4 separate regions of the Mus musculus genome follow, and regions 1, 3 and 4 are each linked to region 2. Evidence: chromatin contacts called from public HiChIP or PLAC-seq and promoter capture Hi-C data. All regions are on one chromosome and are shown on one strand. Each heading gives the region's core, a stretch centred on a gene start, on an enhancer-like site or on the middle of the called end of the contact. The rest is flanking DNA. Distances are from core to core; before and after follow the strand shown. Region 1 has its middle 10 kb from the start of Gm41175. Region 2 holds the start of Mtmr9 (myotubularin related protein 9). Region 3 has its middle 19 kb from the start of Gata4. Region 4 overlaps Gm36025 (a long non-coding RNA gene).

What was found. Promoter capture Hi-C pulls out the DNA fragments that hold promoters and counts their contacts. HiChIP or PLAC-seq counts read pairs in DNA pulled down with a chosen protein or histone mark.
Region 1: a contact with region 2 is called in an H3K27ac HiChIP or PLAC-seq map of extraembryonic endoderm stem cells. The contact joins the enhancer-like site here to the promoter of Mtmr9 in region 2. A contact is called at or near these places in 10 of 39 promoter capture datasets (the 3T3-L1 cell line, 3T3-L1-derived adipocytes, the C10 cell line and 4 more), 10 of 115 datasets of contacts at active chromatin or transcription factors (acute myeloid leukemia, bone marrow-derived macrophages, embryonic basal ganglia and 7 more) and 1 of 9 other capture datasets (pancreatic islet).
Region 3: an H3K27ac HiChIP or PLAC-seq map of extraembryonic endoderm stem cells shows a contact between it and region 2. The contact joins the enhancer-like site here to the promoter of Mtmr9 in region 2. A contact is called at or near these places in 11 of 39 promoter capture datasets (the 3T3-L1 cell line, 3T3-L1-derived adipocytes, embryonic stem cells and 4 more), 3 of 115 datasets of contacts at active chromatin or transcription factors (extraembryonic endoderm stem cells, large pre-B cells and pro-B cells) and 2 of 9 other capture datasets (adipose tissue and pancreatic islet).
Region 4: a contact with region 2 is called in a promoter capture Hi-C map of liver, with 2.2 times the contacts expected there. The contact joins the enhancer-like site here to the promoter of Mtmr9 in region 2. A contact is called at or near these places in 6 of 39 promoter capture datasets (cranial neural crest, embryonic stem cells, hippocampal neurons and 3 more), 1 of 484 Hi-C or Micro-C datasets (embryonic fibroblasts) and 2 of 115 datasets of contacts at active chromatin or transcription factors (large pre-B cells and stem cell-derived neural progenitor cells).

Annotation. Positions count from the first base shown.
Region 1 is chr14:63,834,897-63,837,996 of GRCm38.p6, forward strand. It overlaps a transcript of Xkr6 not described here. Among named protein-coding and RNA genes, the nearest start is that of Gm41175, 10 kb to the left of the region's middle. Within about 2 kb of position 1,290, at least 1 of the 459 cell types and tissues checked has an H3K27ac peak or open chromatin away from gene starts, as enhancers often do. A contact at or near this core is called in extraembryonic endoderm stem cells, where this site is marked.
Region 2 is chr14:63,542,366-63,545,311 of GRCm38.p6, forward strand. It overlaps Mtmr9 (myotubularin related protein 9), which reads right to left and starts at 1,588. Exons shown (of 10, transcript NM_177594.1): 1 at 1,093-1,588; 2 at 1-91. The coding sequence starts at 1,274.
Region 3 is chr14:63,263,105-63,265,938 of GRCm38.p6, forward strand. It overlaps a transcript of Gata4 not described here. Among named protein-coding and RNA genes, the nearest start is that of Gata4, 19 kb to the left of the region's middle. Within about 2 kb of position 1,362, at least 18 of the 459 cell types and tissues checked have an H3K27ac peak or open chromatin away from gene starts, as enhancers often do. A contact at or near this core is called in extraembryonic endoderm stem cells, where this site is marked.
Region 4 is chr14:63,092,062-63,094,833 of GRCm38.p6, forward strand. Gm36025 (a long non-coding RNA gene) reads right to left here. Exons shown (of 3, transcript XR_874691.2): 2 at 1,320-1,898; 3 at 1-264. Among named protein-coding and RNA genes, the nearest start is that of Gm23629, 6.1 kb to the right of the region's middle. Within about 2 kb of position 1,425, at least 19 of the 459 cell types and tissues checked have an H3K27ac peak or open chromatin away from gene starts, as enhancers often do. A contact at or near this core is called in liver, where this site is marked.

The DNA.
Region 1 (3,100 bases), core at 40-2,539, 290 kb after region 2:
CAAAATACTGCAAACAGAAATGAACAGAAAATCAAATCAATCTATCAGATGCTATTTCTCAGATGATGTACTCGCTCGCCTTGGTGAGAAGCCACTGTCTCACAGCTATGCAATCTTCCAGTTTCCCTCCACCCCCTTCACCTCAGATTCCAAGCTGTTTTCCATATCCCTCACAGATTGGTTTTTTTTTTTTTTTCTCTTTATCCAAGAACCACAATGACCAATCTCTGGTTCAAGGTGAGCATGCTACAGTGATTCTTTGCCTGAATTTAAGAGCTAACAACCACAACAAAAAGTTTTCTTTGCTTTCATTTGAAATGATTCGATGTACTAATCCTGTTTGGTTCTGTACGCGATCTGATGTGCACTTTGTGTTTCTGTGTTTACAGTTTGTTTTCATCCTCTTTGGTTCGAAATGTTTAATTTCCTTTAGAGACTCTACTTTTCATGGTTTTGGGGATGTATTGACTTAATTCAAGAAAAAAAAATTTGGCTTAAGTGGAGCAATGAGCCTGTGATCTCTGTGGCTGAGGGCAGGGTGGCGGGTAGTGTGCACCAGGAGCTATTACTGTAGCCCTACCAACCTGATCCTGACACAGACCATAGCTTGGAGCTGGTGTGCTCTGGGGAGGATCTGACCTGTTGGATGTTTCCCTTTCTTTATTTGTGGCCATCTATATGGAGTAACCTGTCCCCAGAGGGCCAAGTCGAACCTTCCACCTCAGCTTTTGGCCAGTTTCATCTTTCCCAGATAGATGTCACTGCATACCCACTGACAAACCTCACTTTTCTGTCCCCATCCCCTGCCAACATGGACATCAACTTGCCTCTGTTTTCCCGTTGAAGCTAATATAAGTACAAGGGGACTCTTCAAGGGCCTGAAAGCATAAATGCTCAGGAAGTCAGCCTTTCAGTGTGTGCTGTGTGGTGGAGTGATATTCTAAGTATGCTAGCTTCCAGCTCATTGACAATGTCTGTGAGGCTAATTCAAGTGAACTAACACAGCTTCACAAGGTCTTGAGACGTAGTTATAAGGAAGAAGAGAATCCCCGGGTTCTATAAAGCACAACCTAGGCAGGGAAAGCCCTGCAGGCAGAAGGCAGCTCCTCCCTTATTTAGGCTGAGAATGCACAAGTCTGATTTTTGTTCGTGGTTTACAAATCTTGCACAAGGTGGCTGAGCCATCCAAGACAGTTTTTAACAGACAAATTCAGACACTGCCTAACTGCTGTAGCACAAGCTGCTCCCTCGCTCTAACTGATGGGAACATAGATGGAATTCCTTGAGATAAAGAAGGAGATCATTGCTTGCATGAGAGTAGCATAGTCTTTAGCATTCCTCCTGCCCCCTCCCCCCGCAATCTCCCTATTCTCTTAGTTATCAAGAGATGCTTGAGACATATCCCAGGAACTTCTTACTCTTTCTTTCTTCTTCAGTATCTCTTTGGACATTGTTTTCTGGAGACTTTGAGGCCGCCCACCTATATAAACACCCCTCCCAGAAATCCATGCCAGAATCTAATCCATCTGCAAGGTTTAGACCCCTTTCTCTCTGGACCTATGCTATCCATGTTCAGGCCCAGATATGGCCATTCAGATACAATGTTTCCAGGTCTTCCAAGAAATGCAGGTTTGGGGCAAAATGAAGAGAAGCCAGAGGGAAAAGTATGATGGCTGAGTCAACTCCTAACTCTGGGAAGGGACACATATTCCTGCCTTTGAGGTCTGTGATGGCAGTGATTCTCAGGGACTGTGTCTGTGGGTATCAACTGTTCATGACTATACCCTGGCTGAGGAAGCGCCTGTCAGAATGGGCATGCCTTTCTGTAGTTTGTGGGCTGCCCTATGGTAGAAGTGCCTACCACTAGGTGCCACTTGAGACAGTGCACTCGTGTACATGCCAAGAATGTCGAGGCTGGGGAAGCGTGTGAAGCCCAGAGTGTTCCCAGGATGACTTATCAAGGGAAGGAAGACAATCAGGGGACAGCCAAGCTCTCAAGTTCCCCGTAGCACCAGGAATCATGCTGTCAGAGTAATCCCCATCAGGACCATGGGGCAGTGTTAGCCAATCGTAGCAGGATACTTTTACAAGGTCAGGGATGCTGACTTGACTAAGAGCAAGCAAAGCAAGAGACTGATGCTGCTCCCTCACCTAGCTTGGTCCACCAAAATCTTACAAGGCTAGAAATCTCACTCCATGTTACAGGCCATGAAACAGAGACCCATAATGCCTTGAACAGGGTTCTATGGTCAGTCAGAGGTACAGCTGAGGGACTACACAGTAGATTCTGGTCTGCCTCAAGTGTTCACTCATTTTCAGGCTCTTCCCGTATCATTTTTTTTCTTGTCAAAGCTCACAATGATTAAGTGGCTCACATAGCCTGGTAGAGAGTGAGATGGATACCAAGAAATCTGCCATTTTGTTTCCATCCAACAAACACAGCAGGAGGGCCCCAGGCAGGAATCTGAGAAGGTGTCAACCTGAGGTGGGGATGAGCATAGGGCTGGAGCCATGTCTTCTCCTGTCCTGACATTTCTAGGCAGGTTACTTGCCTCCCAGGAGCTTCTGTTTTCCTGTCTCTAAGAAGCAGAGGTGGGGCTGCAGCCTCTATGAACCATGCAACCAGGTAACACTAGACAGCAGGATGAGCAGTACAGTGCTGGAGAGTCTCATATAATGAACTGATGTGTTCAGACCTAGGAAGGCCAATCATGCTCCAAAGCTAAACCAGGGAAGGGAAGGCATCATGACAAGATGGAACCAACTTAAGTGAGAATCACAGCCTCCACCACTGGAGGCAGGAAACAGCGATGGAGGGTAGCACGGGGAGCAGAAAGGGAGCCAGAGAAGTGGGCATGTGGGGTACCTGAGAGGGGTTTGAAGGTGGGGAAGATAAGACAGATATACCCTGCTGACCGTCTCAGTCCCTGCCACTGTATGTTTGCAACCACAGCTCTCCCAGACCACTGCCTGGTAGCACTATGACTCAGTGTACTTGTTTGGACACACAGTCCCAACTCTGCACTAATCTGAAAGGTTGTCCATCGTGAAAGCCCTTCCATCCCATGCACAGAGCTGAGTATCACTGAACGGGACATGG
Region 2 (2,946 bases), core at 338-2,837:
ATTTAAACACTCCTCCATTCCAGGAATATCCAACTGAATGATTCGGAAATCTTTACATTTTATGATGATGGTACCCAGAGAGCCCACAAATCTGTAAGAAATTACATGAAATCATGAAAATGGTAAGAAAACTAGTGAGGACAGTAGGTGAGAACCAGAACACAGAGAACCAGGGATTCAGTCTTTATCATGCAGGCATGAGAGACCATTGAATACATTTATGCAATAAAGATGAACTGAGGAGTCTAGTAGTCTGCTGATGGTATCTTGTACACAGATACACACATACACACATAAGTAAAAATAAAAAATTTAAAGTGATGGAGTAGGGAAATAAAGATGAATTAGTTCCTATGTTCCTTTAGAGCCAGCCCCTTTCTTTTCACAAGAAAAACTGAATGTTAAGGGCTAATGATTACCCTCAGTGGGAAGTGATCATTCCAGAGAATAAGTAAGATGCAATATGATAAACTCAGTCTTCCCTAAATGAGCAGGGGTGTAAAATTTGTCATCCACCTGCATCGGCACTCCCCATCAGCTATTACAGGGGTGCACCTTACCGATTTTAAAACGTTTTAAGGAGAGACTAAAATGCATATGCATATATATGGAAAAAATGACAGTGTACTCAGTTAAATACTATGGCCAGGCATAGCGGCCCATACACACACAACTGTAATTCCAGCACTTACTTGGGAGGCTGGGGCTGGAGAGTTGGAAGTTCAAGACCGGCCTATGCTGCAAAGGGCTGAGCATGCCTATTTAAAAACGAGATCGTGGGGGAGGGGTCGCTTTAAATTGTATTGAATCATAACTTCGTGAAGTCAGATTAACAACAACCAATAATTCAAGAAATGTGGTGGAAGAAATTTTTTTTTTACAAAGAACATTTAAAAATACGCCCAAATGCTGTTCAAAATGACCACTACGACTCTGAGACCTTAGCCTGGGGATGCCAGGTGGCCAGTGCAGATAGATCTAGGCCCCAGAAGGCTCATTTGGCTGGCTGAGCCAGGATACCCATAAAAAACCACCTGAAAGCGTCTGTTCCGTTCCAGGCTCCTCCGGGACCTGGGTGTGGTGGGCGCTCACCGTTTGTCGATGGCGTCGATATTTGAATGGAGGAGCCAGAGCTCCTCCGTGTTGTCCTGCCGGGAAGACAGGATCAGGTGGTGGCCTGTCAGACACAGGGTCCCTTCCACGGCGGTGTAGAAAGGCCGGTGCAGCACCACATTGTCTACCCGTGGGGTTTTAATCAGCTCCGCAAACTCCATATTGGGCGCAGCCTAGGGGCGGGAGGCCCAGTCCCGCAGGTGCCCGGCGGTTAATCCGCAGACCCGGACGGAGCCCCGGCTGGGCGGGCCCGGGAGGTCGAGCCCCGCCCCGGCTGGGCGGGTGCGCCAGGGCCTGCGGGCACCGCCCTGGCCGCTTCTCCAAGTCTCTTCCGCACCACTGGCCGGGACTCGGTCGCAGAGAAGGCTTCCCGCCAGGCCCTGCACTCCCCGCTGCCACCGGCGTCTGACGGGCGGGCTGCGGAGGAGACGGACCCGGCGTCGGGGCAGCAGCATCCGAGCCCGAGCAGCCAGGGACTTCTGGCGGAAGTAGCTGCTGAGCGTTGCACCCGGCAGGAACTCCTGCACAATTAGAGGGACTCGAGACTCGGAAGACATAGAAACCGGACCGGAAGTTGGTACTTTGCTAGATCCGGTGGAACACAGCCAGAAACAATGACTTTATGGTCCTACAATGGAAAAACAAAACAAAACAAAACAAAACCAACCAAAACCTCTTTCACCTTCTACCGCCGCAATCCTTGCCCTTCAAATATTCCTTATCGGAAAAGGCGAGACGAGAAGACGTCGCTGACCTGCCAGCCTCCACATGAGTGCTGTCCCTCAAGGGCTCTTCGTTTGCGCTACCTGGTAGTTGTCTCATGAATTGGTCACGAAGAGATGTCAAATGTAGGATGGAAGCGGAGGTTGTGATCGAAAAGTAGCATCTTGGTGTCTGGAAGAGACATGGGACAATCTATGCTTTAGACTCTTTGAGAGCGCCATGACTTTAACCAAGAACAGCATATTCTAAAAGGATGGAAAGAGAAACTGACTAATCCTCGCCCTGCGAAAGGACTCTAGTGTCTTCAGAGATAGTTCAGTTAATCTGTAGCAAAGCCTGAAATCAAGACCTTGGTATATTGGTCACGACTTCATAGTATCCCGGCTAAGTACAGTCTAGCTGAACTGCTCACGGACACTGCAATGACAGAGTTTTGCTGTTGTAATTTCCCTCTTCTTTTTTTTTTTTTTTAATTTTTTATTAGGTATTTTCCTCATTTACATTTCCAATGCTATCCCAAAAGTCCCCCATACCCCCCCCCACTCCCCTACCCACCCACTCCCACTTTTTGGCCCTGGCATTCCCCTGTACTGGGGCATATAAAGTTTGCAAGTCCAATGGGCCTCTCTTTCCAGTGATGGCCGGCTAGGCCATCTTTTGATACATATGCAGCTAGAGTCAAGAGCTCCGGGGTACTGGTTAGTTCATAATGTTGTTCCACCTATAGAATTTCCCTCTTCTTGCTTTCTATCCCTCTACTTTATCCCAGAATAAGAATTATGTTTGAGTCCTGGCCTGCTTTTACTGTGTTAGCAGTGAAAATTCTCACCACCCAGTCAGTGTCTACGAACAGCAAGGTAGCTGACTTCAGAGTGTGCAAAGTGAAGTTGACCAGATTGCACAGTGTTTGTCCTTGATTTTGTTCTTGTCTTTTCTAAAAACCTTCCCTTCCTAAATCACTCACTCCTGCGATCCAGTTTATCTGCAAAAGGAAAACAACCAGCAATGGATGCTGATGGACTGAGGTGAAGTAATGTGGAGGTGTTTTCCACACCGGATTTGTTTACTTTCCTTCCTCACTTGACTCATTGTATTAACTACAAATTGTGG
Region 3 (2,834 bases), core at 112-2,611, 280 kb before region 2:
GAAATCGTGGCTTCAGGCAGCAACCTCCCCAGGCAGGAAGTATCCCCGCAGCTGTTGTACAGTCTGACCATACATATTGAGTTAGGAGCCTATACAGCCTTTACCTTGAAAACAGCCATAAAGATCTTGGGGAGGCAGACCCACTCAAGATCTGATCAGCCCTCCCCATTTCTTTCAAAAAATTGTTTGCTTGTTTGTTTTTAATTTGAAAGAAACACATTCACTTTATAGCTCATTTGAAAAGACAGAATGGATAACAACAAAAAAACCCGGACGCTTAACTACACCTATGAAAAGAACCATGAAGAACATAACCGCTTTATTTTGTCTTCTCAGGGGAGTTTTATTTCCTAAAGAGTGGCTCTCAATCCTTGTTAATTTAAAAGTTGGACTCAGTGCTAAGCACATTGTTAGCACAAAGGAGGCTCGGAATATCACGGCTAGCAAACAATCAGAAAAACCTTAAAAACATAAAAAATAAAAGGCTACTTTGAGACTTTGCTATCTCATTAAATATGTCAAGAAAGCATAACAATAGTAAATCCTAGCTGTTTACTAGGTTGCTACCAATTTTTGTTACACTAACCACACTTCTGAAGTGTAATTGTCAAGTCCTCAGATTTGGTTATAGATGCATTTTCTTATAGGAGCCTCAGCAATTCCTTTGGGTACATTTCTTTCTGTGGAAACAGCGAAGCAAAGAGTCACAGGGATTTGCATGGAGACTGACCCAAAAGACCACAGCCACAGCTCCTGGTCTGCCTCTGACAGGGCTCAATTCCCAATTTTGGATAAGACAGTTAAAGATAATGCTCGTGGACTTAGGATATTGTCTGCTTCTTATTGAACATATTTGATATCTGAAGAATTTGTAAGTCATAAGTTTAGAGAGGAAAAAAACAGAGAGAAAGAAAAAAATCAACGAGGCTATTAATGTCTAGCTGAAGGCTTTTTACCATGTCACCGTGTTAACTATTGACTATTTTGGGGACCCAGAGGCTTGTCTGCAGACCGGTTTAGGAGGACTTTAAAACACAGGAAACTGAAACACAGTCTTTTTTTTTTTTTTAAAGGTAATTTGCCTAAGATAACCAGTCAGTAAAGTGGTAGAAAAGCTTCCAGAATGTTCTTTGTTGTCTATACATTGGGTTTTTTTTTTTTTTTTTTTGTAATCTCAGACTACTTCTAGAGATCAATTTTATCTTTGCAAAAGGTGGCAAGCTCAGCTACTGAGCACATGCATGCATCTTATTTCTAGAATATGCTACAAAAATAACCTCTCTGAGGTCACCTAGCCTGTCACTGAGCTATATTGGATCTAGAATCCAGCCTCTGGACATTGTTTGGCTACTGCCTGGGGCTTTCTCTGACCAGGCAACATGCATCCCCTGTGGGCAACTAAGGAAAAGCAGCTTGGCCAAGGCCCTTCCCACTTTCAGGTTTCAAGGGGGGGAAGTGCCATCAATTCTGGAATCCCCACTTCCAGGACTGGAGAGGAGAAGCAAGGATGCTTACGTGGGAGAATTAGTAACCTCTGGCTCTTGGAGGAGCCAGGCACACAGAACCACAGCAGTAGACGAGGGTTGGCTCTCTGAACTTAGGCAAGAGCAAGCCTAGATTATGGCGCAGCTGAGGACCTTGGACTGCTACACCACTTTCTGGAAGGGGAACCCCAGGAAGCTGCTCTCGTAGCTGGTGGAGGGCAGAGTCAGCGGCCTGCTCACTAGCATTCTGGGGAGGGGATTCTTGAATTGAATGGAAGGCTGGACCTGATAACCTCTGGAGCCCTTCCCACTCCCCGTGGCTCCGATTTGTGTGCCTTGGGGGAAGAGAAGCGGTCAGTCATAGGACTACAATAGTTGATTTAGGGTCCCGCCCCAGTTGTCAGCATAACCCTCATCTTGGGCAAATAATTTAACCTGTCAGTACAAGGCACAAGGCTTGGCGTGGAGTGAAGCTTTGCAAATGTTTGCTGAATGAATGAATGAACGAAAGAATGAATGACTGGACGGATTCCCATCTCTGCCGCCCTAAGGGACATTGGGTGAAAAATGGAATCTTTCACACCTAAAGTAAGAGCATATACACCTCTTTAAAAGAAAAACCACCCCTCCAACTCAAAGGGGTATAGCAACGGGTGAAAATATAATTTATCAGCCCGAGGGGACACAGATTTCCTGGTGAGTTTTTGAGTTTCATTCGTTCCTCTCTCCTCAGAGGCACAACTCAGGCTGCAGTAGGATGAGGCAGCATAATCTTTTCCTCCTCCCCCACCCCGGATAAATGCTAAATACTGAGGGCTAATGGATTGTTCTTGGTGCGGACCAGATTAGATAGCAGCCCTTCCTTTATCAACAGTAGAGGTAAACCCCCTGCAGTAGTGGTGACGGGAGTGGTGGTGGTCGAACACAAGGGAACCAGGAAGGCACAAAAAAAAAAAAAAAAACCAAAAAAAAAAAAACAAAAACAAACAAACAAACAAACAAACAAAAAAACCCAAAGAGATTGCTAAGAGAGTGCAGAACACCAAGGCCCATTCACTTGGGCTCCCAGAACAGCCCCTAAACCCCAAGTCTCTCCCACTCCCCACCCGGCCCCCAGTAGTTCCTGGTCTGGTGGGTTGGTGCTGTCTGTGGGACTTCAGGAGTAAGTCTAAATACAAGAACTCTTCAATTCTGCTTGTCAATGTTAAGGGTCTAGAAACACTTTGAGACATCGCCCCCTCCAATAACCCTTCATGTTTTGCCTGAACAGTGTTTAAGAATTCCAGAGTCGGGTTCAACTTCCTTCCGTTTTGCTGTTTCAGATCATGAGAGAGCAGAGTACAGTGTTCT
Region 4 (2,772 bases), core at 175-2,674, 450 kb before region 2:
AAAATCATGTTCTTCAAAAAAAAAAATGAGGTAGAGATCTAAATTGGTAATTCTCAAAAGTTGAAACAAGAGCCGCTGCGCTTGCTGTCAGCTGCGGCGGGTCCGGCTGGGATCTCTGCAGGAAACTTCACTCACGCCAGTACCTCTTTCCACCCTCTGCGTGTCTTCTGCAAACGCATCTGCGGCTATAAATCCCATCCTTGTCATCCATCTGGACGTGACCTGATCCTTTGGTGCTGACTTGGAAGGAGCAGAGTTTGGTTGCTGGGACAGATAAGGGACAAGATTACAATTACCTCAAATAAACGAGCAGGTCTTAAAACGAGACACGGGGACAGTAGGGGTGGGAAGATTTGGGTTTGCAGATAAGCACAGAGTATAGCGTATACACTGACAAAAGCGGGTTTTGCAGATGTAAAAGGGACGTGGAAGGGTGTGGCCGCCGAGACGGCTGTGGCGACTGTCTAGCTGAGTGGGAGGGTTCTACTTGTGGTGTTTATAGCTTGTCAATAAAGCTTGTAACTCGGAAAAAAAAAGTTGAAACAAAAATGGCTGGGAAATACTAAAGAAATGTTCAGTATCTTTAGTCGTCTGGGACACTGGGAGGAGCACCTAAAACTAAGGGCCATTTGTGGGCTTTTATGGAAAACTGATATAGTAGAAGCTTCTAAAATACATACATATGAAAGAAATATTAATGCAATTATTAAATAGTGGGGAGAGGGACAGAGCCACATCTAGACATCTGTGATGGGTTTTATAGGCTTGGTCCAGGGAGTAGCAATATTAGAAGGTATGGCCCTGTTAGAGTAAGTGTGTCACTGTGGGCGTGGACTTTAATAGACTCATCCTAGCTGCCTGGAAGGCAGTGTTCTGCTAGCAGCCTTCGGATGAAGACATAGAACTCTCAGCTCCTCCTGCGCCATGCCTGCCTGGATGCTGCCATATCCCCCCCTCGATGGTAATGGACTGAACCTCTGAACCTGTAAGCTAGCCCCAATTAAATGTTGTCAAAAAAAAAAAAAAAAAAAAAAAAAAAAGACGGGTCTGCAGGCAAACCTGTAGAACATTTGCCCATTGTGGGCAGTATGGTCCTGGCGTCTATAAGAAATGTCCCAGCAGATAAAGGAGTTTGCCATGCAAATCTGGCAACTTGAGTTCAATCCCTAAATGCCAGTAAAGTCAAGAGTAAAGAGAATCAAGTCCACAAGGTTGTCCTCTGATCTTCACATGTATGTAGTACCATGTAAGTGCATATCCTGTTCTACAGGAGACCTGTCTCCTAAAGCAGACACTGGGGGTGTTGGTAGCAGGCTTACCTAGTCTGCATGAGACCCTGGATTCGATCCCTTGCACTGCATAACCAGGTGTGGCTTCACATGTCTGTAATGGCAGCACTTGGAAGGTAGAGCCACCAGGATCAAAGTTCAAGGTCCTCCTCTGCTCTAAATCAAGACCAGCCGGAGCTAGAGGAGACACTGTCAAAGGAGAAGGAAAGAAGAACAGAAAGACAAAAGGAAGGGACACAAAAGGAAGAAAGTGGCACCTTGAGCTAAATAAGCCAGAAAGCGTCTACAGTTTGGGGCTTATCTTCTGTACTAACAACCTAAACAGAGTCATCCATGATGAAGTTCCACAACTCCAAACTAAGAAACAACACCAGCTCCAAACTAGGAGAAAAACGAAGGGCGGTTCTCTCTACCAGTTCAGTGTAGTCACTTCCCACTGCCTTAATCATTAAACCAGGAAGGTAGTCACCTGGAGTCACGCTTGCCAACCAAACAGCTCACGCATTGTTCAATCTCTGGACCCAGTTGTGCGAGGAAAGCCACATTGTGTTTTGTCCCTGGCTTCTTCAAGTCCTTTTTTTTTGAAACTGACCTCCTCTGCCTGGCTTCCTGTAACAAACAGTCAGTGACATGTTGCTCAGTGCTAGGATGAAATGATAAAGCTAACTGAGATCTTTATTGTATATGTGTATGTATGTATTATTAGGCAGGGGTGGCTGGGTGCCAGGGGAATCAAAACTCAGGTTATCAAGCTTGATGGCAAATACGTCTACCTACTGAGCCATCCTGCCAGCTCCCATTTAAAGCCTTTAAAGATTTTTTTTTTTTAAATTCCCGTAAAGTGACTGTCTAAATGAAAATACCCTGGGACCCAGACAATCCTGAATCAACCATTGGGGGATGTCCCCAGGGAAGGTATTTTCTTGCTAAGGCCAAAGAGGTCCAGATGTACTCAAGTCATGAATAGCCTCATCTTCCCATGCCTTTAACCCCAGCACCAGGGAGGTTTATACAGTGAGTTTCAGGAGAGCTAGGACGACATAGAAAGACCCTGTCTCAAACAAAACAAAACAAAACAAAACAAAACAAAACAAACAACAACAAAAGCACCCATCCAGGCCAAAGACCAAAGATGTACAGCTAAGGTGTTCTAGCTGTGCTATCCCAGGAACACCCAGACCTCAGCTCTTTCTCAGCCTCACTTGTGGTCCATGGCCTGGCTGGATGCTGTTTCATTGCTTTCCAAGGGCTTTCTGAGACCCTTCCAATAGCTGGCTCACAACAGCACTAAGCAGCTATTGGCTAAGTGACTGCGAGAAAGGCAAATGAGTGAATTATGGCGTTCAAACCCACTTCTCATGTGGAGACTTGGTGCACCCACTCTAGATAGTTTTCAAAAATCCAAAAACTGGGTCCCAATAACATGAGTGCTATAACATTCTCCAGAATCAATCAGACTCAACCCACATGGGAGAGTTCAGAA